2 separate regions of the Rattus norvegicus genome follow, and region 2 is linked to region 1. Evidence: chromatin contacts called from public Hi-C data. All regions are on one chromosome and are shown on one strand. The core of a region is the stretch at or near the end of the contact, and the rest is flanking DNA. Distances in the headings are between cores, read along the strand shown.

What was found. A called contact is a pair of places that touch in the nucleus more often than the background predicts.
Region 2: a contact with region 1 is called in a Hi-C map of Schwann cells, with 3 times the contacts expected there. The contact joins the enhancer-like site here to the promoter of Cdipt in region 1. A contact is called at or near these places in 8 of 12 Hi-C or Micro-C datasets (the Rat2 cell line, Schwann cells, hepatocytes and 4 more).

What each region holds. Positions count from the first base shown.
Region 1 is chr1:191,011,714-191,015,631 of GRCr8, forward strand. Cdipt (CDP-diacylglycerol--inositol 3-phosphatidyltransferase) reads left to right here and starts at 2,093. Exons shown (of 6, transcript NM_138899.2): 1 at 2,093-2,529; 2 at 2,625-2,759. The coding sequence starts at 2,487. Cdiptos (CDIP transferase, opposite strand) reads right to left here and starts at 1,562. Exons shown (of 6, transcript NM_001419521.1): 1 at 1,202-1,562; 2 at 1,036-1,121; 3 at 616-766; 4 at 348-381; 5 at 118-175. The coding sequence starts at 1,116.
Region 2 is chr1:191,157,242-191,161,159 of GRCr8, forward strand. All of the region lies in intron 1 of Qprt (quinolinate phosphoribosyltransferase), which reads right to left. It overlaps LOC120099934 (a long non-coding RNA gene), which reads right to left. Exons shown (of 2, transcript XR_005499469.2): 1 at 2,901-3,918; 2 at 1,836-2,279. Among named protein-coding and RNA genes, the nearest start is that of Qprt, 4.8 kb to the right of the region's middle. Within about 2 kb of position 2,315, at least 21 of the 93 cell types and tissues checked have an H3K27ac peak or open chromatin away from gene starts, as enhancers often do. A contact at or near this core is called in Schwann cells and liver, where this site is marked.

The DNA of each region.
Region 1 (3,918 bases), core at 843-3,342:
TTTCAAGGGCCGAGTCTATATCGTGCATTCTGTGTCCCAAACGTCTAACTCCTGTTAGACGTGGAGCAGCACGTAGGGGAAGCTGAGAATGTTGGAACTGAATAACCTCGTACAAACCTTTTCACGAGGAGATGGCAGAAGGTGTGCCTTGGTTCGAGTTCGATTTCTGTCAGAGCTGGAGATGGCAGAGGACAATAGAGTAGGCTGAGAATCATGAACTGAAGCATCGGGGTGGAATAGAATAGAACTTCATGGTTGAAAACGCCCCCTACCCTGCTGGGATGCTGTCAACCCTTGCTCTCCCCACAGGCTTCTCTGTCCTGGGAGAGGGGCAGAGCCTCACTCACCGGGTGTCAGTGCCTCGGGTCTTGGTGAAGAACACTGGAATTAGAGGCCCCAGTTAAAGAACAACTTTCCCTATGGTTAGAAAGAGTTGTGGCTAGAGCAGATGGGGACAAGGGGCTCCTGGCAAGCAACAATGAGTTAGACGGTAAGGGACACTGTGCCTAAGACGAACAATGATGAGGGAAAAAAATGAACAGATTCTTGGGGAGATCAGCTAAGGCTGGAGGTGAGTCGGGGACTGGTCTCTAGATGAAGAGGGAGAGAGTTCACCATGTCTAGATATCTGAGTCCCTTGGTCTTTTGTCTGCTTTTCCTTGTCGGGCATAGGATTCATATGAGAGCGAGCAGTAAACAGTGCTTCATCTGTAAGTTCTGTGCTGATTCGGGTCAGGAATTCTTCAGAGCGGGATAATGAGGCTTTCTGGAAAGGAGGTTAGAATTCAGCCTGCAAAGTCCCACCGGTCTGGTGTCTTCCAGGTTGCAGGCTCTATGGCTGGGGAACCTGGTAGTATAAGTCTCAGGTATGTGATTTGACTGGAAGGCCTTAGACCCAGAAAGCAGTTTGTGGGGTCTCAGGGTTTGGAGATTCAGGGTTAAGGATCAAGGCTAAGTAAATCTCATGGCTCATGGCTCAGAGCCACCTGACTAGCTAGTTCTTCCCACCTCCTTCACTTTTCCATTGTAGTTTACCTGCCCTCCACCTAAGGAGGCAGCAGCTTGAATTGGCCAGGTGTCCTTTTTGTCCCCACTCCTGGCAGATGTGGATGCCATCCCCCCTGGAAACAAAGTTTATGTTAGACTGAGAAACCAACCCACTACCCCTCAGATTCCATCCCATGCCATTCCTTGAGCCCACATTTATTTAGTCCACGACTAAAGCTCAAACATCCTACTGTCTCAGTTCTGTCCTTGAAAAAAACTCGTTGTTTTGCCTACTAAGTTGACAGGAGGGGCTCTCAGAACAACTCCCTTCCCTATTCCCTCCAAAGCCCTTCTTCCTTCTTTTCTGACAAGGCACTTCCTTAGGCAAGGCAGCCAACATGCAGCCCCCGACCTGGCTGATGGGTTGAAATCTTAGGCTACTCGGCAGGAGGGGATATGGAAAGTTCTAAGAGGAATCTATGATGGGCCTCAGGGATTGGGATTGGGGAAGAAGGTTGGGAAGAAGGGGAGACAGGGAAGCGCTGCTCCGGGTTGCTATAAAGACCTAAATGTTTGAGGAAGCTTTATAGTTCCGTTGCCAGGAGACTAGAGATTCTAGAACTAAGGACATTTTCCTAGCGTGCCACAGTGGCTCTCCGGGTCCCTTCTTAGAGGCAGTGACCCCAACGTTATTTCTAGGCGTTTGGGAGATGACGTAGGGTGGAACCTGGGCTCGAATCCTCCCACCACCAGGGCGGCGCTAGAAGCAAAGCGGCAGGCACGCCGGGAGACTCTCTAGCCACCTCTTCCCAGCCTGGGTCCTGGAGAGCGACCGTGGCCGCAGGCGTAGGGGGCGGGGAAGCGATGTGGGCTGTACTAAGTTGCCCAATCTCTCGGGGAGGCGCACACTCGGAACGGAGGAATCGCTACACCTTCCCCTTGCCTCCAGGAGTTTACGCCGTCCATGAAATGCAAAATGCAGATTCCCTCTCAGGTCTCTTCTGCTTCTCCCTTTTCAGTTTCTTCTTTTGCGGATGGCTCTCGAGTCTCTCCCCTCCCTCGGTGCGTTGGTACGAGCCGAAGCCAAGGGGCCCGGGCAGGAAAAGGAAGCAGGCCGGCCTTAAAGGGACCTCAGCCATTATTTATTTAATTTATTTATTTATATTTAAAAGCCGCTCTCTCCTTCCTCCGATGTTCTTAACGTCCCCGACGGAAGAATAGGATCCGGGAGCCAGGCGCAGCCGGAGCTGCGGGACCCGTTGCTGGAGACAGCAGCTCTTGCCCATCGGAAGGCCAGGTGTGCGTGAGCTGTGCCCAGGGGTGTCCCGCGCCCCGGTGCCCTGCGGGCTCTAACAGCTGGGATCGCCCGGGAGAACTGGGCCCAGGGCTCAGGTGGAGCTGCCGATGCCCCGGGCTGAAAGGTGAGACCACGCTGGTGAGGCTGGGACAAGACCTTGCACCTCCAGACCTGGGCCGAGACCACAAGGGGAGCCGCCAAGATGCCAGAGGAAAATATCTTCCTGTTCGTGCCTAATCTTATTGGTGAGTGCTGCCTGAAGCCCCAAGACCAGCGGAGGGCGAGGAACCCTAAACTGGCTCCTCGATCACACCCTGTACCTCTCCCATCCCATCCCAAGGTTATGCCCGGATTGTTTTCGCCATCATTTCCTTCTACTTTATGCCCTGCTGCCCCTTCACGGCCTCCTCCTTCTATCTACTCAGCGGACTTCTAGACGCTTTCGATGGACACGCAGCTCGAGCCCTTAATCAAGGTGACAGAACTTTACCACCAGTAGCACTACTTGGGGGCCCAACATCCCTTGTTCTTTCCCTGCTTTCTCAGAACCTCGTAGAGGACTCTTTCATTATCAGCTCTGTAAGAAAGCAAAACAGAGCTGCCTGGGATTTAAGCTTGCGCTCGAGGATTGATCGCTGTTTGTGAGGGGTGTGGAAGACATAGCAGTGGGAATGGAATTCCGTTCGGGTGTGGCATGGTGGCTCATGCCTGTAATGCCAGTACTGATGAGGCAGATAGATTGCTCCAAGTCAAGAGTCATTTAGGCTTCATATTGAGTACCACATGAACCAGGACTACACAGTAAAATCCTGCAAAAAAAAAAAAAAAAGCGATTGGGGCTGAAGGTTAAGTTTGTGTTCAGAGGTTAAGAATGCTTATGCAGGCTGGAGAGATGGCTCAGCCATTAAGAACACTGCTCTTCCGGAGGTCCTGAGTTCAAATCCCAGCAACCACATGGTGGCTCACAACCATCTGTAATAGGATCTGATGCCCTCTTCTGGTGTGTCTGAAGACAGCGACAGTGTACTCACATGAAATAAATCTCTTCCTTTTGCAAAAAGAAAAAAGAAAGAATGCTTTACGGCTCTTATAGAGGGCCTAGATTTGATTCCCAGAACCCACATGGTGACTTACAACCACCTATAGTTCCAATTCCAGGGAATCCAATGTCCTCTTCAGACCTCTGTGGGCAGCAGGCATCTATGTGGTGCTCACGCATATATGCTGACAGTCACTTATACCATAAAAGATAATAAACATTAAAAAAATGTAAGAAAATAAGAAAGATTCCATTCAACAGGTATTTACTAGGTAGTCACTATGAAGAGAGGTGGCGCCGGGTGGGAGGAGAGCAGGTGGTGTTTAAGAGCTCTAACTTTGTAATGAGTTCAACAGCAGACCCACCTTTAAAACTGCCCCCAAGACTTTGGCCTGCTTGCCTTTCTTTGGGCCCTGGCTGAGGGTTAGAGGAGTTGAAGATAGTCTCCCCACCTCCATTACCTCTGCACAGCCCCATGCCTTCTCAGTGCTTGTCCTAATAGCCCGTGCCCTACTGGCCTCACCATCTGTTGACAGCAACCTGCCTTCCTCCTCTGGCAGTAGATGGTAGACACCTTCAGACCACTTTTATACTC
Region 2 (3,918 bases), core at 1,065-3,564, 150 kb after region 1:
CCACAGTGAGCACTTTCTGGACAACCCAGCTGCTTCAGCCCCCACACAGCCATCTTGGAGACGTGCTGCCCTGGTTGCCTGGTGTAGGGCACACTGTTCACACTATTTCCACTTGAGAGAATAGACAAACACATGTGGTGTTCTTTAAGGCACGTTGGCTAACATTTCAAACAAAAGGGATTTCGGAGACAGTTCTGAACATCCAAGATCTCCTAATTAGCAGCTGTCCCTGGAAGGCACTAACTTCAGAGGGAAGCTTCACTGAGCTTCAGGGGGAGGAGGGTGGGGCTGGTGCAGTGAGCTGCAGGACAGAGACAGCTGTCAGCTGCCGATGACCATAGTCCTCCCCACGTTATCTGTGGAGAAGTTCCTCCTAGACACCTGGACCCTGGAGAAGATAATCCCACCCAGCTATAAACCTTATCTCTCACGGATACCTTAAAAAAAAGATTTATTTATTTAATGTATGAGTACATTGTAGCTCTCTTCAGGCACACAAGAAGAGGCATTGGATCCCATTACAGATTGGTATCTGGGGGAATAAAACTGATAAAATTGACATGGCAGCCATGATATGTAGCTAACTTGCTGGAGTGCTTCCCTGCCATGCAGGATGCCCTGGGTACCCTCTCCAGCACATCTGTAATTCCAGCATTTGGAAATGGAGACAGAACAATCAGAAGTTCAAGCTCACCCTTAGCAAAATAGAGAGTTTGAAACCACCCTTGGTCAAATGAGACCTTTTCTTTAAAAATCTGTCTTAAGGGCTGGAGAGATGGCCCAGTGGTTAAGAGCACTTGCTGCTCTTCCAGAGGTCCTGAGTTCAATTCCCAGCAACCACACGGTGGCTCACAACCATCTGTAATGGGATCTGATGCCCTTCTCTGGTGTGTCTGAAGACAGAGACAGTGTACTCATATACATTAAATAAATAAATCTTTTTTAAAAATTGTCTTAAAAATGGGCTGGAGAGATGGCTCAGCGGTTAAGAGCACCCAACTGCTCTTCCAGAGGTCATGAGTTCAATTCCCAGCAACCACATGGTGGCTCACAACCATCTGTAAAGAGATCTGATGCCCTCTTCTGGTGTATCTGAAGACAGCTACGGTGTACTTAGATATATAATAAATAAAATAAATCTTTAAAAAAAATTGTCTTAAAAGAACAAAATAAAAAAGGTGTTTCAGGTGTGGTGGTACTACTAAGATACTGAGACAGGAGAATTTCAAGTTCAAGGTCAGCCTGAGCCATCTCTGGGATCCTCACCTGAGGTTTAGATAAAATACAGGGCAAGAGGCATGAATAAACTAAGCAGTCCTGATTGAAGTGGTTCAGCCCCTCATTGCTGCTCCTCCAAGGTGGTCTGACCAGTAACCTGCATGTAGCCTCCTTCCTGGATACACGCTCCCGGTCTGGTGCTCCTGAGTGTCAGCATGAGGCTCCCAGGAAATTCTAAATTTTTTGGAGATCATTATTTGAGTAACGTCACAGCCAAAGAGAAGGCACAAGTATCTCTTTAGAGTGACTTCAATCTGACGTTGGGTGATGGCCCAGTGGTAAAGCACTTGCTGTGAAAGTACGGAGATCCCCAGAACCCACAAATAACACACACAGAAGCCAAACTAAGGGGAATGGATGGCTCCTGAGGAAACACCTCTAGTCTCTACATGCACGTATACCTGTACCACCCCAACACACACACACACACACACACACACACACACACACACACACACTCACACACACACACACACACACACACACACACACACACACGCATTCAGAAGCAAAAGGACTCTCACCAGGTCACCAGGATACTTACAATTTAACCTTCATAACCACAATTATACACATTTTATAGGTAAGGAAATGAAGGTACAAAATAGGGTAAGTTCACACAACTGGGCAGTATGGGCTCAGTCCTAAAGCCAGGCTGGCCATGGGGGTCCCACACAGCCGGCTACCGAGAGAGAGGCAGTCACTGGTCTGGCTCTGCTTTGTCCTCTTTTTCCTGAGTCATGCCTGCAGTCACCTTAGATCCCAGGAAAGACAGAGACAAAGGACCTGAACGGCCTCAAGCAATGGGTCCTTCGTTCCACCACCCTCCCATGTGCCCACTGTCTATGGTGGTAAGGCTGCACCAGAACTACAACAGTCTTCTTGGGGAACCAGAGTGCCCTGGCAAAAACTTCCTCCAGGTCAGAAAAGAGAAAATGGTGGGCCAGACCACATGCTATATTAATACAGCGCTCTTCGAGATTCCAGGCTTGGCTCCCGGCCTAAGGAAAACGGTATGAGGTATGAGTCAGAAACATCTGGACTGCAATCCCAACTCCGCCCATGTTCCCTGGGGCTCTCTGAAAGGGCGTGTCGCAGGGTCACAGAGCTGCCTGTTGTGAGGCAGGGGAACAATTCACATCTAAATCTGAGACCAGCCACCAGCTGGGAGTCTCTGAGCTCCATTCTTCCCTCTGCTTCCTTGTTGATTCACTGGACAAACAGCAGGTGGAGACAGAGGCCTGTCAACACCGATCCTCCCTGATAAGCTCTTTCCAAATACCCTCACTTCCTAGGGAACAGAAATGGTTTCCAAATAGGACTCAGTAGAGCTCCTGTCACCCAGGGCTGGAGCGGCACACACACTTGGAGGGGGAGGAAGGATGACTTGAAAATAGAGTAAGGACAAAGGGGAGGCTGCAACCACAAGGGTGTGCTTCTAAAGGTCACATCAAGGTCACGGGGACAGGGCTCAGAGATGCTCAGTCCTGGCCCAGTGTGAACCACTTTATCTACTGGCCCCCAGGTACTTCTGCAGCGGCAACTCCCCAGCCTGAGTGTCACTCCCTTTCCTGGTCCACCTTGCCCCGGCTTATTTTATGTAGGTCATGGTCCTCGCCAACCTTCTGGCTGAGCCGGAGTCAGACATCAGACTGTGTGTCGGTCACATGTGTGAGGCAGCAATGGACCAGAGCCTTGAGGACAGGATGCTCTGAAGAGGAAAACAGAAGAGAAAGGACCAGATGCTGTGAGGTAAGTTGCAGGGATGTGAGCACTGACTCTGAGAGGCCAGTAGGGTGAGTGGGAGGAACCTCCGTCTCCAGCTCAAGAGGATGAAGAAACAGGAAGAGAGTCTGACACACCAAACATGGAGATGGAGAGTAGGGGTTCCAGAATCTCTCAGCAGAGGCAAGTGGATCTCTGAGTTCAAGGCCAGCCTGATCTAGCGTGAGATCCAGGACAGCCAGGGCTACACAGAGAAACCCTGTCTCAAACAACAAAATACAGAGGCAAAGTTGAGGCCCCTCTCTACCGTGTTTCTGGGTTCCAGCCCTTTGTGATGGTGTTTAATCCCATAATCCTCTGGGAAGACACTATTTCTAATTTACCAACAAGGAAACCGAGCACAGCCAGGTGAGGTATCTAATCCAGGTGACACAGCTGTTGAGTGTCAGAAGTGGGATTTTATGTAGGTGACCCTGGGGTCACCTCTGAGCTCTGTGCTGGGGAGGCCGTAGAGGTGTCCATGGAGGGAGTGTGTGGGCACGCATGCGTGTATGTGCGCACATGTGTGTGTATGTGCATGTATGTGCATGTGTGTGCATGTGTGTGTATGTGCGTGTGTGTATGTGCATGTGTGTGCGTGTATGTGCGCGCATGTGCGTGTGTGTGCATGTATGTGCGTGCATGTGTGTGCATGTGCATGTGTGTGCGTGTATGTGTGTGCATGTGCATGCACACACATCTGAGCCTGTGTGCGTGGAGGCCAGAAACTGATTATCGGCGTATTTTTCTTTTTTCTTTTTCAAGACAAGGTTCTCACTCTGTAGTTCTGACCATATTGAAACTCACTCTGTGGACCAGGTGGCCTCAAACTCACAGACATCCACCTGCCTCTGCCTCCTGAGTGCTGGGGTGGGC